Linked DNA regions of Gossypium hirsutum: region 2 is linked to region 1. The links are chromatin contacts, called in public Hi-C maps. All regions are on one chromosome and are shown on one strand. The core of a region is the stretch at or near the end of the contact, and the rest is flanking DNA. Distances in the headings are between cores, read along the strand shown.

Region 1 (5,758 bases), core at 1,560-4,059:
TTCTCCTCTTCAGAGAGATACTCTGATCTGACTGATGACTCTTCCTTGCTGGTTCAAGCAATGGAGCTCTCTGGACCAAGATGACAAATGGGGTATAAGAATCATATATTATTTATTAAGACGATACCTAAACAAATATCATGAGACATAACATAAATGTGTTGAAATGTACTGTGTTGTATAGTGTTAGAATACTAGAAACTCTAAATATGTTTCACTTCCAGTTGTACAAATTTGGATTCAACAGAAAAAATCTGACATTTAGGCTGAGTTTTACACTGCCTGCTGCTGGTTTGAGTGAAGAATTTTTTCTGGAGATGTTTTTTCTGTGAGTTGTAATAAAACAGTTATTCAAATGGATTCTGGTTTGCTCCCTAAAATTTACTACCAGAGCAAGTTTAGTGGTTTTATCATGAAATGGTTTGTGCATGTATCCATCCATCCATCCATGCATGCATGCGTGCAGAGTCATGATTTTCACATATTCTCCACAAATCTGGTAGACATAACATACAACTTCCCTCTCTTTAGGTTATTTTCAAGCTTTTCAACAGAAGTATCAATGAAATCCTGATAAAAACTAATCTTCAACTTCATAAATCATATCTCAATTTGCTCAGAATTGTTATTATTCCCATTTCAAAAGAATATGTTACAGATGAAATATGCAATTGGTGCCCAACTGTTCTTTGATATTTCAAAAGAAAGGCAACAAATTAGCAAATGAGAGGGCAAAGAACTTAATTGTGCTCTATTAACAGACAAATAATGACTAATCTTGAATGAATAAAATTTCTGCTTGAGCAGAGGCACGTCTAAACCTCAACAGCTCGATTAACATATTCAGTCTTCCGTCCATGACATATACACAAGGTGAGATACTCATTGTCTCGAGTGCAGGCGAATTTGCAAGAAGAAATTTGATGAACTCCATCTCATGAGGCACACCGGACATATCTGTCATCCTCACAACTCTGAGCTGTTTGAATGTGCAATTGGACGGGCATTCATCCTCCCAGAAATCCAAATCAGGTGCATCTATGGCAGCTAATGTGTTTGAGGAACCCTAAACGAAACAAGGTAGAGAGTACATATTCATTTTATATATTGAACAACTCACCCCGTAGGACAGTACACCGAATGAAAACATACAACAATGTCAACCCCAACGGAAATATAAGACTATAACACTCACCGAAATTTGAAGTTCCCTTAAATTAGGAGAGTTAGTAATCAAGCGAAGAACAACGAGTATCTCCTTCATATCTTCAAAACTTACTTGATTCAATTCAACTACCTTTAGATGGGCGTATGTAATAGGAAGTCTTCCAAGGTCATCACCTATGCTCAAAAACTTAAAAGACAGAGAATTTAACTGACAGTACCTTGGAACAAATATAAACTTAATCACCCAAAATAGAAATGTTACATAATTTTACCTTCGTGAAGTATATATGCCCAATAAGCCTCTCGAGACGAGGCACACCACCAAGAAACCTGTTAAAGTTGCAGGTTGAGCTTTGCTCAAAGTGTTCAGCTATGTCATCAGTCATGTACATAGCAACCGACATTGCAACTAAAAGCGGAGTATTTTCCAGACAAATGTCTTTGAATTCACCTTCCAGACACAAAAACTTGAGATTTGGAGCGCGGATAGTAAGCGCTAGACTATCGAAGTAGGACAATGCTAAGCTCTCAAGAAGAGGGCAACCAGATATAAGACTTTCAATTGCCTCAGGAGAAACCAAAACCTGGTGGAGATTAAGACTCTTCAAGCACAAGAATCCTTTAAAAGTAGGGGGCGGATCGAATTCACAGCGGAAAAGATCCAAACGGGTCAACTTTTTGCAGTTGAAAAGACAAGAAGGAACCCTAAACCACTCTCCTTCACCCAATTCAAGGACCAACTCTTTGATGTCATTCCTTGAAAGGAAAAGTAACCATTGATCAATGTCGGGGCAGCACTGCAAGTGCGTAGTCGTTAGCTGGAACTTATGAATCGGGCCTTGGTGAAGAAAAAGAGTCCGAGTGATGAAATTTACAAGACCATCCTCAACTTTACATCGATCATTCGATAAAATCACACACTTTTCATCAAATACAAGTTGAGTAAGTGTTGCCCATTTATACCTCCATTTACTTGATAAAATGCTAGTCCTCACAGCATCCCGTATTGGTAAACGTGTGAGGATACTTTCTATAATGCTTTGAGGCAAGTCACTTATTAAATCCCGACTCATAACATCATCCATCTGCATAATTTAAGTATATGTATCAATCAATTGCTGGAAATGTAGCTAACTGATAATTTTAGAAAAATCTTCACTGTCTTTGTTCATTTTAACCCACAGAAAAAAAAAGAACACGAAAACATCGATAGCAGCATAATCTGTAAGTTTTCATGAAAGATTTTAGGGTAATTTGGGATTAGAAAAAATGGGGTTTTCTCATTAATTTCATCAGTGAAGAAGAAACAGATCATAAGAGATGGGATCAAACCAAATTGAAACAATTGGGTGGCAAAATGGAGAAAACATAAGAATAAAGAAAAAGAAGTTAGAAGAAGACTAACCTAGGATGAAATCGAAAACCCAGAGACAACTTCTTATGGCTTCTTCTTTTTCTTCTTTATCTGTGTCATCAGATCACACTGCAGCCAAAAAAAAGAAGGGGGAAGTGTAGATTGATGAAGGTTGAAACTTTATTCATTTGCGAGTTGGGTTATTGGGTTGGGAGTCTGGTGGCCCATCAAGACTTTTGTTTGATGTCTAGCTCTGGAACGTCACATCTGGCTAAACCTAAAACTAGAGATGGCAAGTGGGTGCATTCGGCAGATTTCGGTTTAGAATTGGATTATTTGAGTTTGGATTTTAATTTCTTTGGGTTTTTTATTTGATTTAAATGTTTTCAAGTCTATATTTTTTATTTGATTTAAATGTTTTGAGTTTGGATTTTGAATTTAGTATCGAGTTTATATGAATTGATTTTTGTTATTTAAATTTTTGAAATAAAGTTGGATTAGATTTAAATAAATTTTATTAATGATGTCCTTATATTTACTCTTTTATTTTTATAACTTTTTAGGGGTTTATAATTATTTTTATACTTTTAATTTTAAAATAATTTACACATCTTTTAATTTTATAAATCTTGTTTAATACACTTTCATTAAAATTTCTTAATTTTACCATATTTATATATTTGATTTAGCTTTGTAAAACAATATAAAACATTATGTAAAGTTTTGGTGCAAGTAAAAGTTGTAGAGGGGGCTAAAGTATTAAATTATATCTTGTAACTTAAATATTTATTTCTCAATATAAATTATTAGTTTGAATGGTAGTGCTAGGGTTGATAAGGGTTAGAAATTGGTAAATGCTCAAGTTTTTTTAAAATGGAAAATCATGTTAACCTCTTAAAAATTATAACATATAAAATTATAAATTCTAAGTTAAATGGTAAAATTATACTTTAGTTTTCTAAAAATAATAGAATATTAATTTATCTCCTTAAAAAAATTATAAAGATATAAGTTAACAAATGGTGAAATTACATTTTAACTATTATAAAAATATATAACTCAATTCCACCCTTTTAGAAAAAATTTCTAACTTCATCCATGATTAATTTATTATTTTTGTGGAAAAATGTGCATTTCCATTAACCCATGCAAGAATTATAAGTTTACCATTACAATTAAAACATGAACGAGATCAAACCGAGATTAAAACAACCTCAATTATAATGTAAGGTAAAATGCATTAAAACATTGTTGCAACTACAAAGAATATTAAGAAGCTGAGGGAGCCAAATGAATAAATAAATTCCCTCTAAAAATCATTCTAGATTTTTCTCCCCAAAACCAAAGTGAGAAAAGAAAGATTGTTAGAACATCCTCTTAAGCCTTGATGTCTTGTTCTAGTTAAAGATAGGCAAAATTTGGAACATCTTCAACCCAATAAGTATCATTAGAGCATCACTATCCAAACTAAGCAATGGTGTGTGCCACCATATTTCCTAATTGAGGTATATGGACAAACTCATAACGACAAAAGCTAGATGCCAAAGCTTGACCTTTAGAAACATAGTGATTGATGCAAGACTTGTCCAAGCAAGAGCTAGAAAATTTCTTTATGATGGATAGGGCATCTCCTTCTACCACGATATTGTGAAGGTCAAGATCTCATACAAAGTGGAGTGTCGAGACACAAGCTGTAACAGCCCGATTTTGACCCAAATCGAAACAGTGGTTTCGGGACCACACATCCGGGTCTGAAAAAATATTTTAATATTTTTTTTCTGTGTTTATTATGTGTGAAAGTTTCGTGAATTAATTTTATTGTTTGAGTGCTTAATTTAAGAATAGGGCTTAATCGTGTAAAATAAAAAAATTAGTGGTTAATTATGAAAGAGCCTAATTGTTGTTGTCTTTGTATGTTGGAGGTTCTATGATACAAGTAGTCCACTATATAAGTTAGTGGTGGTAATGGTCAAGAATGACCTTATATTATATGTTATATATATATTAGTAATGGTTAAATTAGTAAAATAATAATAAGTTAGTATAATGATAACTAAATAAAACAAAAGCATGTAAATGGCCATTATCATCTTTGTTCTTGCCGAAAATACAAAGAAAAAGAAAAGAGAAAAAGGGTTCTAGGTTCGGCATATGCATTGGCTAATTAGATCAAGAATTAAAGAAATCAGATTTGGATCGGGGAAAGACAAAAGTGGTTGAGTAGCCGATTTAGCAGTCGACAACATCCGAGGTAAGTCTGTAAGAGTTTACATGTTGATATAATTATAAAATTGTAATTGTTATTTACCGAATTGAATTTTTGGGAATAATTTGGGCTATGGCCGAATATGGTATTATGATGTGGCTACTTTTAGAGTTTGATTCCAACGAAATCTAACGTCCGTAAGCCCCGTATGAATCTTAGGAATAGTTAGGATACATATGTCATGACATAGGATTTCCGAGATGTGTTATCGTGTAAGACCACGTCTGGGACGTTGGCATCGACTTGTGTTTATGTGTAAGACCCTGTCTGGGACAGTGGCATCGATACGTGATTACATGTAAGACCATGTCTGGGATGTTGGCATTGTAAGAATTTCTGACTATCCGCGTATCCTTTTTAATTCTGAATGGTTCAACAGACAATATGAAATAAAGTCTGTTCATGGAAATGTATAAAAGTTTCAGGTATGAATTAGCCATTTAATTACAAGGGAATAAAATGAGTTAGTTAATTGAATTGGTAAAAGTTATCAATTTGATTATGTATTACAAGCTAACCATTTGTATATTGGAATGTTTTGGGTTGTTGATATATGATATAAAATATTTATGTTTTGAGTATAGGTATTCGACTTGTGCAAGATTTATATATAAAAAAAATATGGTGATCATTGTTTAGATGATAAATGATGCTACGTAATTGATATTCGATTATATTTACTTAATGTTTTTGAGAAAATATTTATACGTAAGATCTTGCTTATGACTTACTAAGCTCAAGAAGCTTACTTTGTGTGTGTATTTGCTTGTGTCTGGTTTATAGATTTTGGAGTCGCGTTACGAGCTCGAGGATTGTCAGCATAGTCTATCACACTATCGATAACTTTTGGGTACTTTGATAAATTTTTGAACTCGTTATTATGGCATGTATAGGCTTGCTTATGTTTTTGGTTAGTTTTGGAATATGTATATAAATGGTCATGCGAAAATGGCTCATCTTATTTTGATCGA
Region 2 (6,063 bases), core at 424-2,923, 320 kb after region 1:
AATCCACAGTTGTTTGTAACCAATTCATAACTACTCAGCTGAAAATGGTAAAAAAATCCTCAGCTGAAGCTTCACCAATAAGAAGTGGTATGTCTAAACAATTGCATGACATTTATTACTTTAAGCCCTCCAGAAAGCCAGTCACAAGAAAACAAAGAAAGAACTAAATTTTAGTCAACATAGGGAATGGCAGTCAAACAGTTTCATCTCCAAGTGTCAAGAGCCTTATGACAAAAAATTCTCATTTCCACTTATTTATAGTTCTTCTGTCTTCTGGAATTAATAAACCCATCACACATCTTAGTAAACTAAGCAGAGCAAGAATCAAGCTAAGATATAGCTGATAAAGAAGCAAAACCATCTAGTTAGCCAAACTCATTTCTATATTAGTCAAGCTACACCAGAAAGACTAAATCCATTAGACTAACATGACCAGCAGTGTTATGTAGAAATAAAGGCCAGTAGTAGCTCCTATTGACAAGCCACCAAATAAGAATTCTCTAGTTAGCCCAGCTAAACATGTAGAAAAAGAAAGAAAACTTTGTGCCTTAGAAGATTCGAATCGTTAACAGAAAGAAAGTCTTAGGGAGTAAAACTACAATTTTGACAACAATAAAAAAGAACAGCATAACTACACTACAACCATCACTTAGTAAGTCCAAACTTCCATATCTCAAGCTAATGTCAGTGAAATAAATAAGTAGTTGTCAAGAACATAATTTTAGCTTGTAAGACAACGCAATGGTACTACTAATTAAGACCAACAGGTTCGACACAGGGCAAGAATCTGAAAGTCATGGATCCGAACACAAATGGGATCTGTCGTAGTCTTCAGTGGAGTTTTGGGAAAAGAGGGAAAGCTATCCCCCATTGTGTAGCCCAAAGAGAAACTTAAATAAAGACAGCATACAGCCATCCAATACCAATGTATTTAGTATTTACCTAGGCAATAACCCTCAAATTCCTTTTTTTAAGTACATTTCTACTCTGTACTTTATTCATTTTAAATACCAATAACCAAAAATAGATAAAGACGGTTAAACTAGGATCTAATTCCAAAAGTCAAACTGAATTATTTACACCAAGACTCTATCAATCTTCTTGTACAGCATAAAAGTACATGTTAATACCATTCACATGCTGCAAACAAAAAAAAAAGCATCAACAAGTGGCATGAATCTTATAGTGGTCATCCTAGAACAACAAAAGCAACCCATCAAAACAATTCAGCAAATATAGAAGAAAAAACATCAAACACACCAAAAAGAAACAAAATTTAAGAAACTTTTATCTTCTTTTTTTAAAGTAATAAAAAAACCAATCAAAACATCATAAAGATGGATAAAAGAGATGAAAACCAAGTACCTCAAAGACGAATCTATCGAGAAAGAAACGAACAGAAGGGAAAAACAGAGCAAAGATAGGAAGTACGACGAAATCTTCATAAGCAGGGTAAGCTTCTTGTTCCCAATCGATTGATTTGATGAACTGAATCAAACCCATTTTCCTTCGCGATCTTTGTTCCTAAATTTTCTCAGGAAACAATCAGAAAAAAGAACAAGACAAAGGGTTGTGAACTGTGAATCACATGCACACAGAGTCACAATGTACTCGGCTTCTCTGTTTCTATCTTTTTAATTTGCTTTTATTTGGTCAAAATATAATATCAGTCCCTATAAGTTAGTAAAATTATATTTAAAAAGTTAAAAATTATACGTCATATTTTTTTAATTTAAAAATAATATTGTACTCATTAACTAATAGTATTTTTTATCAAAATGTTTAATTTAACATTTTTTTTTGTCTACCGCATAACACACCATATGACAAAAGGTAACCTAATAAACATCTCATGTGCACAAATTTTGACTTATGATTTTAATGGTTATGCTAAGACTTTTTAAAATTAATTTTTTAATATAAAGATAAATTTAAAATATTATCAAATTACAGGGACTGGAAGAATATTTTAACCGTTATTATTATTTTTTTAATGAAACTAAAGAAAAGTATGCTTTCGTAAAAGCCAAAAGCTGAGGGGGAAAATTAATGAACCGAAAAGAATAAATTTATTACTTTACATATAAATGGCCCCTGCGTTTGTTAGATTCTCTAAATTGCCACTCATACTTTGGTTCACCATATTGCCCTTACGTTGAAATTGCCGATAAGCCTAGTAAACCCCGGTTTTTGGTTCCCTTGTTTTGCACTCAATCGTGATTTAAGTTCAATTAATGGGTAACTATGGAAATTAATTAACAACATTAGATGTTATACATATTTGTGTTTTGACACGATTTTAAACTATGTTACTCTATTCCCACTTTTTTATTAAAAATTAGGAGAAGGGAATGAAATTACATAAAATCAAATTTAAATTTTTATACCTACAATATAATATTGTAACACCCATAACCCGTATCCGTCATCGAAATAAGGTTACAGAGCATTACCGTAAAATCGTAACTTAAAAGCATACATTTAGTACCTCAACATAAGCATGGCATAATTCATTCAGCTACATGCATATTGTCCCTTAATCGAGCCTTCGAGGCCCTAAAAACAATTTAGAAATAATTCGAAACTAAATTGAAATCAATAGGAAAGTTCATGAAAAAGTTAGAAAATTTGAACTGCAGGGGTCACGCGGCCTTGTGACTCATACTGCTGAGACACACGCCCGCGTGTCATGCCGTGTAACAATCAAAATACGGATACACGGTTGTGTCCCAACCCGTGTAACTTTCAAAGATAGGTCACACAATCAAGCCACACGCCCGTGTGCCAGGTCATGTTCTAGGCCGTGTAATTGCCTGACTTGTATGCCTTAAAACCTATAGGAGACACACGGTCGTGTCGCATGATCATGTGTCACACACAGTTGAGTTACACGTCCGTGTCTTAGGCCGTGTGGACATGAAATTGGCCAAAATCAAGCCATTTTCATCACCAACCCAAACATGTACCTAAAGACATTTTGTGCACAACCTCAAAACCTTACCAAAACATGTATAAAATAACCAATTCAATAGACCATAAATTCATCCAACCGATATGCCTACAAGGCACCTCAAATGCATTTAAACAAACCTTACCTAAACATGGAAACATTACCCCATTTCATACATACACATCAAGTCCAATACCATTTCAAAACTTACCCTATCTTGACTATATTAAAATTATTCCATTACATACCATATTGGCCATTGAAACATGCATTAAAACTTAGTCATATAAACATATACCATCAAGGCATCAAAAGCACCAAAAGCACCAAAAGTACATCAACCAAAATGACATATACATGCCAAACTATCAACTAACATTCAACTAACATCAAGCATAAATCCACCTATACATGCCATTATAAACTTGGTCAAAACATCAAAAACTACCGATATAATCATTGGATAGTGTGATTGATCTCCGACGAGCTTCCAAACCGATCAAGCTTCCGATTATCTATAAAACATAGGAAAGAAAACTACATAAGCATATAATGCTTAGTAAGTTCGTAAAACATGAACATATCTTACCATTTCAATGCATAACCTTAAAATTAAACATGATACAGTTCAACCATAAGCTTGGCGCAAGCCTAAGCATCATCAACAACACATATTAAAGCAACAACTCATAATTCACCTGAATTAACATAAGGTAAGTCATTATACATGAACAACATCACTTGAAATCATCAATTTCATGAACATAGGTATACTTTCATTGAACATTTCCTTTTCAATCATTTTCATAGATTCATGACATAAGTCATTTGAACACTTACCGTTCCTTTTCTTTTCATTCTCGTTGAACCATTTAGAATAACATCGGATACGCGGGAAGCTCACACAAAGTGTGCTAAACATATAACCTTTCCAATACATCATTGCTCACACGAGCTATGAAATGGGTCTACTCACACAAGCTGTAGGTTGGAATGTAAGCTACACGATGCAGGACCTCAGCCATTGGTAGGACATTCAAGACCAACACCCAAAACATGGTAACCCTAATGACATGTCATTTGTATCCTACGTATTCCTAATGTTCAAACGGGGCTCGATAATTGTCATAACATCGTTGGATTTCCATCATTTAATTACATGATAAATAACACATGAATATATAGATCAATATAACATTAAAACATCATTTAATCATACAAACTTACCTCGATGATAAAGACGTAGAAACGAGATCAACTAATCCAAGGCTTTACCTTTTCCTCGATCTAGATCCATACAAGTTTTATCTTGATCTAAATAAAAAAATTCAGTCCATTTAATACTTATACTATTCAATTCAATCCAAAATTCATACTTTTACAAAATTACACTTTTGCCCCTAATATTTTAACTTCTTTACAATTTAATCCTTAAACTCGTAAATTAAAATTTAAGCAATTTCATCCACATTTCATGCTAGCCGAATGCACTAAGGACCTATATCAACCCATACAAATTAGCATTTCAAAATTTTATCATGAAATTTTACTACTTTTATAAATAAGTCCCTAAATGACAATTTCATAAAAAAATCATTTACAAAACTTGTTTATTTAACAATAAGTACCCATAATTCTTTCATTAAACTTCAAGAATCATAAACATGTTCATGGAAAAGCCCTAAATATTTAATAGTTTTGCAAACTAGTCCCTAGGCTAGCTAGATTAAGCTACAACGACCCCGAAAATATAAAAATCATTAAAACGGGACAAAATAACACTTACATGCAATGAGGGAGCTATCCAAATGTTCAAGGTGCAACAATGGAGGTTTTTCTCTCTAATTTTGGTGGAAGCATTCAACTAAGAAGATGATACTTTCATTTTATGTTATTTTACTATACTTATTTATTAAATTACTTAATTAACCTTTAATTTAAACTAATTAAAACATTAATTTAATGCCCATATTTGCACATTAATAATAATGGTCTAATTACCATATAAATCTCCTTACTTTAAAATTTCATAGCTAATTGATACCTTTAACTTATAGAACTCAACTTTTGCACATTTTTCGATTTAGTTCTTTTCACTTAATTAATCAAGCAAACATCAAAATTTCTTAACAAAATTTCTATACGACCTTTCTAACATTCCACAGATATTAAAATAATAATAAAATAAATATTTTCTCATCGAATTTGTAGTCCCGAAACTACTATTTTGATTTCATTGAAAACGGGTTGTTACAAATACAATTACTGTCGTGTTAAAAGCTGAGTCTAAGAGATTAAAAAAAGTTTTTATAAAATTACTACAATCATACAAGACTCGTTTGGAGAAAGTATTCTAGTTTGAATATTAAAATTATGATTTATGGTGCACAGGTAACTTATATCTAATTTGCAGCGATTTTTTTCTGAGATTTAATTGGTACTTAAACTTGAAAATGATTATGAGTTTTTTTAGGTAGCTGATTTATGTGATTAAATTTTGTACTGACATCCAATAAAGAATATAAAATAGTAACATGTTCCTTCAATAGAAATTTAAAAATATTTTTTAAGGTAAATTACACCAACAATCACTTAACTTTGATGCAACTGACAAAACAGTCACTTTGGTTTCAATTCAGTCACTTAACTTTCAAAAAATGAAAAATCGGTCACTAACGTTATCGAAAAGTGACAAATCAGTCACCCACTAACATTTTCTATTGCAGACCTAAAGAGACAGGTGACGTGGCCAGTTAACTAGCCACATTGGATATGTCCACGGTGGAAACTCATCCAATTTAAGAAGAAATTGAAAAAAAAAACCTAATAACAAAAGAAAAAGAAGAAGAAGAAAAAGAAGAGAAGAGACTGTAAAATCTACAAACAAACTAGCATCATCGATGGCAAGTGCTCCAGCCACCACCACTAGCACCGTCATTAAATTGGGTTAGGGTTTTTTTTCCCATATTCTTCTTCTTTTTCCTTTAGCTGCTGCTGTTGTGGATAAATTTCAACCTCACTCAACACTTCATCCCTTCGACACACAACCAATTTGTGCATACTCATTCCCAAATTCAAATCCTCTAAAAATTTCTTTGTCAAATTTATCAACA

What was found. A called contact is a pair of places that touch in the nucleus more often than the background predicts.
Region 2: a Hi-C map of leaf shows a contact between it and region 1, with 2.8 times the contacts expected there. The contact joins the promoter of LOC107918305 here to the promoter of LOC107920203 in region 1. A contact is called at or near these places in 3 of 34 Hi-C or Micro-C datasets (leaf and seedling).

Annotation. Positions count from the first base shown.
Region 1 is chrD13:20,694,747-20,700,504 of Gossypium_hirsutum_v2.1, forward strand. LOC107920203 (F-box/FBD/LRR-repeat protein At1g13570) reads right to left here and starts at 2,810. Exons shown (of 4, transcript XM_016849772.2): 1 at 2,573-2,810; 2 at 1,440-2,252; 3 at 1,196-1,354; 4 at 604-1,066. The coding sequence starts at 2,252. The coding sequence ends at 773. LOC107920202 (protein NSP-INTERACTING KINASE 2) reads left to right here. Exons shown (of 11, transcript XM_016849771.2): 11 at 1-360. The coding sequence ends at 84.
Region 2 is chrD13:21,012,553-21,018,615 of Gossypium_hirsutum_v2.1, forward strand. It overlaps LOC107918305 (LAG1 longevity assurance homolog 3), which reads right to left and starts at 1,674. Exons shown (of 7, transcript XM_016847832.2): 1 at 1,366-1,674. The coding sequence starts at 1,503.